2 separate regions of the Hordeum vulgare genome follow, and region 2 is linked to region 1. The links are chromatin contacts, called in public Hi-C maps. All regions are on one chromosome and are shown on one strand. Each heading gives the region's core, a stretch centred on a gene start, on an enhancer-like site or on the middle of the called end of the contact. The rest is flanking DNA. Distances are from core to core; before and after follow the strand shown.

Region 1 (6,013 bases), core at 30-2,529:
GTCGATGCTTCCAAGCATCCCAGGAAATCCTATTTCTGCATTCTGTGCTAGGATCTGAGCTGTGTCTTCAGCATTGGGTGATCGCAAATATTGATGTCCAAAAACTGCCACCACTGCCCTGCACAACTTATAGAAACACTCAATGGTGGTGGACTCGGCCATGCGTCCATAGTCTTCCAGAATATCACCGGGAGCTCCGTACGCAAGCATCCTCATAGTTATCGTGCACTTCTGGAGCGAGGTGAATCCAAGTGTGCCGATGCAATACCTTTTGCACTTGAAGTACCTGTCGAACTCCCTGATAGAATCCACAATCCCGAGGAATAGCTTCCGGCTCATACAATAACAACGTCAGAATACTTTGTCGCCGTGCAGAGGAGCATCTGCGAAGTAGTCGGCGTAGAGCAAGCAATAGCCTTCCAGTCAATGCCTCTGCTTTGCCTTCAGCCGGCCCGACGCCGAGCCACCTCGTCGTGGCTCTGCATTGCTCGCGAACATGCCAACCAGAGAGGCGAGGACCATGCGGTGCTCTTCATCCTGGGCGTCGACATCGACTTCCTCCTCCATTAGCGTCGCGAACGTCTTCTCGTCGTCGGAGTCCATGGGCCAGGCAAATCGCCGAACACCTGGCGGGCGTGGCAGATGCGCAGCCGTGTACGTGCCCGGAGTGCCGAGAAAACTCGCCAAGAAACGGGAGGGGGCGAATCCGCAGCGAAGTCGATGGGGAGATGGCCTTTGTAGCGGCGGTAGGCAGATGGGGTGGCGCCGAAATCGGCACGGTGGCGGAAGGTGTGGTGCGCTCTGGAGAAGAAAATGCCTCTTTTCGCCTGACAAGGACCCGGCGCGTCGTTTTCCCTTCTGCCACCGTCTCCGGGCGCCCCCCAACGCACTTGATTCGGCTTGGGACCGTCAGGGTCAATTCGGTCCTAACGAAAACCGGTTCCTAAGGGCGCAAGTAAGCCGTTTTTCACTCGTCGGTGAAAAAAATAACCTGAAGATGGCGTGTTGAGGTCGCGGGTGGAGATGCTCGTAGTTTCTTGTCTCGGTCAACATTTGTGCATGACCTGTCAAGCTTGGGTGGTCGTATTATATAACAAGCGTGTGTGTACACATGTGCGTCATCTGGTAAGGAAGAAATGGACTCAGCCGACGTCTGCGTTACAGACTACAGTGGTCGTAACCCAAAGAGCACGAGCGAACGAGACCCCACACCAGAGCCCAGAGAAGCCGCAAGCAAAGCAAGTTACAAAAACCGTCTCCGTTTCCTCGCTCCCACGCACACGAGCGCACAGCCGCGCACGCAACAAAAGGCACGGCCAGCGGGAGACGCCGACGGACTTTTCTCCTCACGCTTCGTTCATGGGTTGCTGCGGCTCCTCGCTGCGGTCGTGGGTCCACGCGGAGAAGCCGCCCGGCCCGCGGCGGCCTGCTCCCCCTACCCCGCCGCCGCACCGCCCCTCCTTCTCCCTCAAGGCGCAGAAGGCCGCTCCCCCGGCGGCCGCGGCGCCGGCCGCGCGCGGGGTGGAGGAGGTCCCGGCGCTCGCGGAGTTCTCGCTGGCGGAGCTCCGCGCGGCCACGGACGGCTTCGCGGCGGGGAACATCGTGTCGGAGAGCGGCGAGAAGGCCCCCAACCTCGTCTACAGGGGCCGGCTGCGGGGAGGCGCCGCCCCTCGCGCCATCGCCGTCAAGAAGTTCGCCAAGCATGCCTGGCCCGACCCCAAGCAGTTCGCGGTAGGTAGGGAGGGAGAGGAGGCGAGGAGCTCGTGGTTTGGTGTGTGGCTGAATTGGGGGTTTAGAGGGGACATATGGTTTTGACGAATTGCTCGTTTGGTCGGTTTCCAGGAGGAGGCGAAGGGGGTGGGCAAGCTGCGGCACCGGAGGCTGGCAAACCTCATCGGCTACTGCTGCGACGGCGACGAGCGGCTGCTTGTCGCCGAGTTCATGTCCAACGATACCCTCGCCAAGCACCTGTTCCACTGTGAGTCCCCCAAGTAGCCCCGCGCATATTGTCTTTGCTTAGTAGTTGCCCGGGCCGTTTCTTGATTCTACTGAACCTGGGGATCCTTTGCTTTAGTGCATGTCGCTGAATTATGGGACGAGGTAAGCAAGTGCGGAATTTGGCAAGTTACTGTGTCTGCACAAGGCTTCTACTCAGTGCAGTTGTTTGCAGCATTTTGATATCGAACTTAAGCAATTGATAGTTCATACTTGTTATTATTTTGATTATCTCCCTGGCTGCAATTGAGTGTAGTTTATCACAAATGATATGAGTTTCTATGTATATTAAACAAATCCTGTTTGTGATTGCTAATTCTGTCATTCTTGAGTTAAAGACTTACTGGTGATGACATTTATCACCAAAGGGAAGTTATTATTTCTGCACAAGGCTTCTACTCAGTGCAGCTGCTTGCAGCATTTTGATGTAGAACTTAGGATATTGATAGTTAATGCTTGATTGACCTCCCCTTAGGTTCCCAGCTCCCATGCTCACTTGTTATTTTGATTATCACCTTGGATACAAGGGAAATATTGCACACATCCTGTTTGTGATTGCTAATTTGGTCATTTTGAGTTAAATATCGACAAGTGATGGCACTTATCATACTTGTTACGGCCTTGGAAATAACTATCAAATTAATTTGCTCTTCGCCATACTTTTGCCGTTGTGCAGGGGAAAACCAGACTATTGAATGGGCTATGCGTCTGAGAGTCGCATGCTACATTGCCGAAGCATTGGGATATTGCAGCAATGAGGAACGCTCTTTATATCATGACCTAAATGCATACAGAGTCCTCTTTGACGAGGTAAATGATCAGTAAGACAAGTCTGTTTAAGTATATAGAACTCTGTCAGACCAATGACTACTGTCTTGTGCTAATGGCCATGGTGGCGATGTTTAGAGGTTTTCAGGTTTAGATTTCTTTTTACCTAAAAATAGTTAAGATTTTTTCTGTTAACAAGAAACGGAAATGTTAGCAGTAAGCTGTCTTTTTCTGCACTGTTTATGACACATATAAACTAGGATAATTCGGTTACTAGGAAAATTGTTTAGCAGAACTTACATTGACATTTGGAAGATGTGATGCATTCAATTTATTTACAACTTCACCAAGTAGGTTTTATGAGTTGTTGATAGCATCTAACAGTTGAACATGTCATTTTGTACCAATTATCATGCATGTAAGCGAAGCGTCTAACAACCTTTCTGGTTGCAGAATGGTGATCCGCGTCTCTCATGCTTTGGTCTGATGAAAAACAGCAGGGATGGGAAAAGTTATAGCACAAATCTAGCGTACACACCTCCAGAATATCTGAGAAATGGTATTTAGCCCTTTTCTTATTTAGTAATGAAATATTTCTTCTTGTAGGAGTTCAGTTTTATTATTGCTATCCTCCACTTCTCAAAAAAATAGGAATTTCAGGGGATGAAGCTTTAATCTATTGGCACTGAATAACAATTTTTTTCACTGGAAAGACAAATATAGTACCTTTGTTAAGATATTGGTTCAATGTACTCCCTCCGGTCCTTTTGATTCCACATATAAGATTTATCTGAAGTCAAACTTCGTAAAGTTTGACCGTATTTGTATGAAAAAATATCAACATCTTCAATATTGAAGCTATACAATATGAAACCTAAATTCATGACGCATCTAATGATATTGATTTCGTATTGTGAAAGTTGATATTTTTCTCTATAAAATTGGTCAAATTTTATGAAGTTTGACTTTAGACAAATCTTAAATTCGGAGTAAAAAGGGCCGGAGCGAGCATTATATAGAGGTCATAAGGAGTCTTTTCTGCATTATTAATGTAGACATAGGCACCACCGATGCATATTTTGAGTATATTTTTTCTTTCTTTCAGGCAGGGTCACAGCAGAAAGCGTCATATTCAGTTTTGGCACTGTACTCATCGATCTTCTCAGTGGAAAGCGCATACCTCCTTCCCATGTAAGTTCCTTGTTAAGCATGTTTTCTTAGCTTCCATCATATTCAGCTAAAGAAATACATAATTATACCAAAGAGATACTTGTTTGGTTTTTCTCAGCACAAATACCAGTCGAACAACCATGCATGCAGATTGAACTGTAACGAAAACATTAATGTTGAATTTCATATTTAGCTGTACAAGCTAGCACGCATACACAGGTTTTCTGCCAAGAAATTCTTACATATAATCTATATTACTATTTGAAGTGATTGCAGTATTGTTTAGCCAATAAACATGGTCATTGCACATCCAGGCTGAGATCTATGCTTCTGACCAATGGAATGCTCATTACAGAAGTCATTCGTGTGCTGTATGATTGGCCCACCAGGCAGTGTCAGCTTACCCGAGTGAAACACTCTAGCCCCCCCCCCCCCCCTTCAAGCATAGAGTAGCTCCTTGTGTTGGCCGGCTGAATGCTATACACTGTTGCTTGCGTCATCTGTGTCACTTGCCTTGCTCATGACAGGCATGATCGGTGTGACACACTCGGTGGCAGTACAGCGTTTACTGGTTGGAGTTCACTTCACCCTCACCCTATGCCCCTTCGGACTTTATTTTTCCGAAAGGGGATAGGCACGGCCTCTGCATCATCATGACGCACAGAGCCATTTTGTTAACAAATTATCCAATGTACGTAACAGTCATGAATACAAAGGAAAAAAGATAGAACACAACTGTGAGCAGTCGAAAATGAGATTACATGAGTCAAACACATAATCTACTACTGGTTCGCCAGCCAAATCTGTTGAATAATACCCGTGCCACCGTCCAAACGCTGCACCCAAAGGCCATGTGCTCCTGAGCATTTTATTAGTCCAACTAGCACCTCAGGCAGGTAGCCTCATGCAATTTTTGGGTCGCACGAATACAGTTTCCTTCTTATGTTGGATAATTTGTTTATCATTTTGAACACCCATATCCGAAAACCTCTACCATCCCACTAAATATTGTTGGAATTCTGTGCAACTGACTCAATTCGTTGTGTGTAGAAACTATGGCCTGTATAATTATTTACCAAAGTCTATCACCAGTTAACAAGACAATTTACAATAGTGTGCACACTGGTAATGATGGGTATATGCATTCATTGCACGCAGGCACTTGATATGATAAGAAGTAGAAACATCCAAGCACTAATGGATTCACATTTGGAGGGGAACTACTCAACAGAGGAGGCTACTACTTTGGTGAATCTTGCTTCTCAATGTTTGCAGTACGAACCAAGAGATCGGCCTGATATAAAAAAGTTGGTTTCCATTCTTGAGCCACTGCAAACAAAATCAGAGGTAATAACATCTACTCCTCTATTCTTATGTTTCTTCTATTTTTTTACTATGAATTAAGATGTGTAAGCATTGAACTACAGACCCCTTTTTTCCCTATCATTCAAGCTAATGACATGATAGTGTAACTTCCGCATTCCCATGATGTTTCCTGACATTTCAGTTATGTACTTGAGAGTTTTTCGTGTTTGTTGTTCAGAAGTATTTTCGTTGGCCCTTTCAGGCCCTTTGGTCGAAATGTGGGTAACTGTGGCGTTATGTTGCACCTAGCCCATTAGCATGTAGTTTATGTGACACAAAGTTGATGTCATTGCATTTGTATTCAAATGCACTTAGGATTGTGATTTTGTATCACATAAACTGTATATTAACGAAGTAATTGTTGGTTAAAGCCTTGTTAACTAATCAAAATACACCCTATATACCTGGATGGAGGGACTAGTGACCAGCCATTTAGTGATGATGACTTTTGGACTTTGATTGCATGAAGTGATGATATTAAATATCCAATAAGTACTCAGTACTCTCGTATGGCCACTTCGGCATAGAGTATATGATCTATGTCTTTCAGGACTGTGCAAAGGTTGTATGTCCCAAAATGTGTTCAGTATGTTATGTTTCTTATTTGAGCCCCACTTCAGTACACCCCCCTCACAAAGCATATAAAGGGTAATTTAGACCTTTGACAACTCATATACGTCATACGATGAAGGACCTCCTGTACGCCGCAATAGGA
Region 2 (6,957 bases), core at 10-2,509, 800 kb after region 1:
CAGCGGCGCTTCGTCCCGAAAGTCCTCCTCTATATTTTTTAGGTCAAAACCAAATATATAGCAGAAGGGGGGCACCAGAGGTGGGCCGGGCTGAGCACCACCCACCAGGGGGCACTTGGGGGGCCTGGCGCGCCCTGGTGTCTTGTGCTCACCAGGTGGCCCACCTCCGTAGCTCTTTGCTCCAGTATTTTTTATATATTCCACACAAAATCTTTGTGAAGTTTCAACTCATTTGGAGTTGTGCAGAATAGGTAACTTGACGTAGCTTTTTCAGGTCCAGATTTCCAGTTGCCGGTATTCCTCCCTTTTGTGCCAACCTTGCATACTATTAGAGAAAATGCATTAGAAATACTCCCAAAAGCATTATTATGCATAAAAACATTATAAGTAACAGTAGAAAAACATGATGCAAAATGGACGTATCAAGGAGGCACGTCATGGTGCGAGGAGGGTGGTGGAGAGGCATGCTATAATGCGGGAGGACAACACGATGAAGGATGTGGGCCGGCGACGGGTCCAAATAAGGGTGGGAGGCGTGTTCACTTGACTCGGGAATGGGTTTCTTTTTTGTCAAACACGTGGGCAAAAAGACGAAATATTTTTTTTCACTTATTTTTTGGACTACGGGTTAATTATTTAATATCATACATTTTTTTTAATAAAATCACCACGACAGTAAAACAGACAAAAATGGTAGCCACTTTATTGTTAGAGAGATAGATTAGAATTATATTAGATAAATAGAGAGATAGATTAAAATTATATTAGATAAAGATTAAGGTAAAGATGAAATTATTTAAATCACTAATGTTTTTGGAAAATATTACAGAAGAAGTACAACACAAACAGTAGTAGTACACTCGATGAAGCATGATCTACATATCAAACACATTAAGCATCTCTAGAATGGTGGTCAATCAGCTACGCCACGTGATGCATGTTTGTTGGTCGTAATAAATTTTTTTTAAAAATAAAGTAATATTTTTATTAAAGTTCTTTTTAAAATAAGGTAATATTTTTTTCTTTTTCTTTTTAAGAATTTTTTTTTTTTTTTTTTGTTTTTAAGATGAATGTGATGTTCAGATGACATAAGTTTTAAAAAAAATCAAGATAAAAGTTATTATCTGACACGCGTGCCTACGGCGCAAAGGATCCGCTCTCTGCGACACGCGTGCCTACGGCGCAAAGGATCCGCTCTCTGCGACACGTGTGCCTGTCTGCAGCGGTTAACCTCCGGTAGCACTCCACCAATCTGCCGTTCGCTGTGTGCCCCCTCCTCACTTGCTCGCCCGCTCGCGTTCACCACGAAACGCAATCGCAGCACTCCGCCTCGTCGCTCGGAGCACCTCGCCATGCGCCGCCCATGGAAGCACCCCACCGCGCGCCACGGCGCCGCCGAGCTCTGCTTCCGCGAGGTCGGCGACCTCCTCCCCCACCGCTTCGCTCGCCGCGCCGCCGCCTCCGAGGTCCCTCTCCCTCCCTCCCTCCCCCATCCACCCCGCCTCGCTCCCCCCATTTGTGCTTCGATCGATCCATCACGGGTGCGGATAGGCATAGGCACTAGCCAGCCATGTGCCACCGCCCAGCTGTGGATCGTTCCGCGCAGTGTTCGGGCCGTGGTCTTCTTGCCGATTTAGCTGAGATTTAGTGTTGGGTGGGATTGGACCACGGCTGATATTAGCCGACGCAAATTTGCTTCTCGAATTGGTGCTTGGGGATCACAGTCGTATATTATTTTGTTCATTGATTGCTACTTACATTGGACTATGATGGTTTTGTTGATCGGGGAATGAGTTAATAATGGTATTATAGTACTGTATGTGACAGAATCTTCTAAATGCAGAGCAGTATCTTGACCTCATGATTTGGCAATCAAAAGGGTTCTGAATTGAATAGCTTGACCTGAATTCTGAAGTGGTCATTAGCTTCTTCCTTATCAAGTAGTAGCAGCAAATAGACTGAATGTGTCATGTGTGCATTTATTTAATGCTGTTACTTACTAATGTAAGTGCTGTCATCCAGGAGCTCGTAATGCGCCTCCAGATTCACAGGAAGCTCAACAAGCACACGGGATGTGTGAACACAGTGGGCTTCAATGCCGCTGGTGACACCCTCGTATCTGGTTCAGATGATCAGAAGGTAATTCTGTGGGATTGGGACACTGGTGCAGTTAAAATGCAGTTCCATTCGGGCCATGCCGATAATGTGTTCCAAGCACGGTTCATGCCTTACACAAATGATCGCACCATAGTCACCTGCGCTGCTGATGGCGAGGTAGATGTGTTAATTTCTCTTCCATATACTTCACATGATGTTTCAGATGGTGATAGTAAGTTCAGAGGTTACAATCTGTTAATTCAATCAGGTGAGAGTTGCCAAGATCCAGGATGGCCGGGATGTGCTTACTTCATTGCTTGGTGAACATGATGGAAGGGCTCACAAGTTGGCTATAGAGCCTGGAAGCCCTTATATTTTCTATAGTTGTGGCGAAGATGGCCATGTTCAACATGTAAGGTCCCAAGCCCCAAGACATGCCCTTTCTCACTCTCATGCGTGCACATGCAACATTTTATCTTTGTATCTGAATGCTTGTAGTTGACCATTTTCGTTCCTGTGCAGTTTGATTTGAGGACAGATACAGCCACAGAATTATTTATTTGCAGAAAATCTCTGGCTAAATCAGGATTCTCCTTTAATGTCCATCTTAATGCAATCACAACGGATCCACGGAATCCAAATCTTCTTGCAGTTGGAGGAAGCAATTCTTTTGCTCGTGTCTACGACATCCGCAAATGCGAGTCGAGCGGATCATCTGATTTCGCTCAGCCATCTGACTGCTATTGTCCACCACATCTTATTGGCGATAAGAATGTTGGAATAACAGGGTTAGCATTCTCTCACCAGAGTGAGTTGCTTGTATCTTACAATGATGAGAATATTTACCTCTTCCCTAAAACTGGAGGGCTGGGACCTGACCCAAAATCACCCGCCAAAATTGGAGGCGGTGAAGGGTCCAACTCAACAGTATTTGCATCTGGTGAAGATGTTGATCAACCTGCGCCTCAGGTATATGTTGGGCATCGCAATTGTGAGACTGTGAAGGGTGTGACTTTTATTGGGCCAAATCATGAATATGTTGCCAGTGGGTCAGACTGTGGTCGGTTATTTATTTGGAGGAAGAGAGATGGGAATTTTTTACGGGCAATGGAGGGTGATGAATGCATAGTCAATTGTATTGAGCCCCATCCTCATGCTATGACAATTGCAAGCAGTGGAATTGATAATGATGTGAAGCTATGGACTCCCTCTGCCGTTGAACGAGCACGAGTGGTTAATGTTGAGGAGGTAAACCTCCTAGCATTTTATACGGCTCTTATCATCTCAACTTCTAATGACCTATTATTTTCTATCCTACATGTAACATTAACTTCATAATTTATCAATAAACAAATTCAAGAGCCGACTGATAATTAGTTCTTTACCGATAAAAAAACATTTTGTTTAATCTGTAGAATTTTTTTACAGGGCTATATATTCATTCCTCTTGAAAATTCAGCACCTTCCTTTATCCTTTGAGATGTAAATTCTAGGGTAAATTTGATATATGCCACCACAAACTTTCTAGTTTTGAAATATGCCATTACTATTCTTTGATTCAGAAGCATGCCAGTATGCCACTACAACAAAGTTCACAGGCTTTGAAATATGTCATTACTGGACGATTGGACAACAATTTACCTTTTCGTTCTCATTCGTCTTAGGAAGAAAATTTTAATTTGTTGGTGTAGATTTTAACTTGGAACCTTTTGCCTTTATCTTATCATCACATGTATGTTCCAGTTGAAGCCCCGAAAGAGGAAAGCAAAGCTCTGGCAATTTGCCTTGCCAGAGGAATTGGTCTGGCATGTGCTGGCATCACGACGTAGGCAACCAGCAGCTGGAGAAGATTCATCTGAGGATCTTGAAGACAACACAGAACTGCTTAATCTTGTACTGCAAGCTGCAAACAGAGATAACTTGTCTGATGAGAGTGATGAGGATGAGGAAACCTCTGATGACTCTGGAAAATAGAGGCCAATGATCAATTGTCCTTGGGGGATATTGCAAAATTTTGTATATACGATAATAATTAATCCATTTTTATGGATGATAATAGTATTAGTGTGCGTATGTAGCTTGTGATTCTCATCTATGTTATAGATATGTGTGTTTCCAGAAAGGGTATTTTGTTGAGAAATTTGAAATGTGGACATGGCGTGCGAGTATCTTTTGAGAATGTGCAACCGAGCAGCTTTGGCGGCACTACTTTTTTAACAGAAAGAAGCAAATACTTCAAATATTATTTTTTTTGGAAAATTGCATCTGTGATTATGTATCTATAATGTCCTGCGTTTGCATGAGTAACCTTGTTTGGTTCATTTCCACTTTGCTTGCTAAGCATCTTGTTTAATTCATATCCGTTGCTTGTTAAGCTATAATGGTCTGATGAAGAGGATGTTGAGAATTGATATTGATAAGTTCATCTCTGTTATTTGGTCCAATTTGGAATAATTGCTACTCGCTCCGTTTCTAAATATAAGCCTTTTAGAGATTTCAATATGGACTACATACGGATGTTTATAGACGTATTTTAGAGATTGATTCACTCATTTTGCTCCTTATGTAGTCAATATTGGAATCTCTAAAAGGTCTTATATTTAGGAACGGAGGAAGTAGATGTGTAATTTGAAGGTTTTTTCTACTTACTTGATATTTCAATGTTGCAACAGATCAACTTAGAACGATGGGCTGGCAGAAATGAACATGAATTTACACAATTGGATGTTAATGCAGTTGTGGAGAAGAAAAAGGACAAAAGAAATCCTCACTCCTCAGCACTAACAGGTCAGTGACCCACATAACTTTATCCCTCTAATTTGAATGTTATGTTTGTTAGGACACAACGTGTGACAGAAAAATCAATGTAAAACATCTAGTACCATCAATATGCATTAAGAAGATACCTACGCTAAACTAGCTTGGCTACTATTTCCGAAAAAACTATTATTACTTTATTCCTGATATGGAAAAATTATTTAGTAATTGCAAAAAAGTTTAAAAAATTCTGAAGCTTTTTTGGAAAAAACTTGACCTTCTGTTGTACTCATATAAAAAGTTTCGCCAAGGAATGACTTTCATGGTATTCTGAGTGAAAAATAAAATCAACACTATGTACAAGTTACTGTTCACACTTTTATCCTCAAAATTTTATGTTTTTTTGGCCTGAAGTCGATGGGAGTTTTTCCTTCGTGAAACTTTTTATACGGCACAACAGAATGTCAAGTTTGTTTCGAAAAAAAATCAGATTTTTTTTACTTCTTTTCGCAATTGTTAATTTGTCCTCATATCAGGTGCATGTACACCCGAGAACCAAGGGGTATTTCCCGTGCAAAAAGGTCCCTTTCTTGCACAACGATTGTGCTAACTATGCATAGTTGGTTTACTCCAGCCTTACACTCGCAACTAATTAGCTATGTCGAATCAACCTTGTACTTGTAGTGTCAGTTATCGAATACTATAATTTACAAACTGAAGCCTGTGGATCTGATTGTACTTTTGATACTTTACACCACTATTTGCTGTCCCTGTTTGTCAACTGCAGAGGATGGAACAGCTACCTTAATTGACAACGGCTATTGATACTGAGTAAGAGTATTAGCATTATAGGCATCTATCATCTATATAGACATGTATTCACTAGTTCTTCTATCTGGTATCTGTCTGAAGCTCTGCTGGCCTCATATTAATGCTCATTGTGAGTGCCACCAACTGCAAGAATGTACAATAGAAATTAGAAGTCAATATCAACTACTTAGAAGTTCATATATAAAAATCAAGAAATATATAACAACAACAACAACAACAAAGCCTTTAGTCCCAAACAAGTTGGGGTAGGCTAGAGATGAAACCCATAAATCAAGAAATATATACTAAACAAAAAATGTGCAGTAAGGTTTAAATTCTACAGAGAAGTATTTTAACCATATCCATAGCAGTGTTCAATTAGGGAGCCTACCGTAGCAAATCCAGCACAAGCCAGGCTGAAGCCTTTGAAGTTGAAAGGTGCTGTCTCTGATAGGAACCAGGCTGTCAAACCAATGGGAAAAACGTTATAGCTAATTACATCTTTGGCTAAGCTCGTGGGCCAGGGATGAAAGAAGTAAGAAGGACATGTAAGTCATAATTTGTTCTGAGTTTAGATGTGCTCAGCAAAGATAATGACAGATGCTTGCCTGTGAGTGGAGTAAAAACTAGAGGAGATATGACACTTGCAGTTGAGCTGATTCCTGTGATACAGCCTTGAACCATTCCCTTGAATAAACATTGCAAAAGAGAAACTGATTCACAAAGGGTATCTAATATCTTAGGGGAAATAAAATAAGCAATTTCATCTAGCTCAGAATTAGTACCTGCTCAGAAGGCCCTACTTTTTTTGATACAATGCTCCGTATCTGTTAAGAATAGAATCAATGAAAAGAAACTGTTGACATGGTTACATGGACCGAAAATGAAAGCAAAAGAGGTAATATTGATATATATTACTCACACAAGGGCTGACCAGAATGCTTAGAATCACACAGCTTGCAGCAAGGTAAGGAACCTTCAACAAAACATAATATTTAGCATGACTAATACAAAAGAATAGCCATCATTCATAATACCGCCATTTGATCGCTTTCATACCCAGAATGACCATGCAATGCTGTATAGGAATCCCTGCAAGATGCACACCAGATCAAACCACATTGGCAAGTTCTTCTTGCAGGAGAATTATATTCCAAAACCTAACATGACTATGCCATAACAATTCCCTTACATGTACGCAGCTCCCTGTAAGTGCCACAACAAGTAGCTTTTTCTCACCCAGCTTTGGCGCTAAGAGAGGCATCACGGTCAGCTGCATAGATCATAAAACGT

Evidence for each region. Hi-C and Micro-C count contacts between places; a contact is called where the count stands out from the background.
Region 2: a Hi-C map of seedling shows a contact between it and region 1, with 4 times the contacts expected there. The contact joins the promoter of LOC123437728 here to the promoter of LOC123437679 in region 1. A contact is called at or near these places in 2 of 6 Hi-C or Micro-C datasets (leaf and seedling).

The regions. Positions count from the first base shown.
Region 1 is chr1H:367,139,872-367,145,884 of MorexV3_pseudomolecules_assembly, forward strand. LOC123437679 (serine/threonine-protein kinase BSK1-2-like) reads left to right here and starts at 1,280. Exons shown (of 9, transcript XM_045115726.1): 1 at 1,280-1,731; 2 at 1,843-1,978; 3 at 2,672-2,805; 4 at 3,217-3,322; 5 at 3,869-3,954; 6 at 5,092-5,280. The coding sequence starts at 1,360.
Region 2 is chr1H:367,939,045-367,946,001 of MorexV3_pseudomolecules_assembly, forward strand. LOC123437728 (DDB1- and CUL4-associated factor 8-like) reads left to right here and starts at 1,260. Exons shown (of 5, transcript XM_045115729.1): 1 at 1,260-1,466; 2 at 2,023-2,274; 3 at 2,366-2,509; 4 at 2,620-3,345; 5 at 3,841-4,356. The coding sequence starts at 1,353. The coding sequence ends at 4,071. It overlaps LOC123437744 (tetracycline resistance protein, class A-like), which reads right to left. Exons shown (of 14, transcript XM_045115730.1): 8 at 6,857-6,937; 9 at 6,724-6,756; 10 at 6,587-6,640; 11 at 6,450-6,491; 12 at 6,273-6,351; 13 at 6,056-6,126; 14 at 5,512-5,808. The coding sequence ends at 5,746.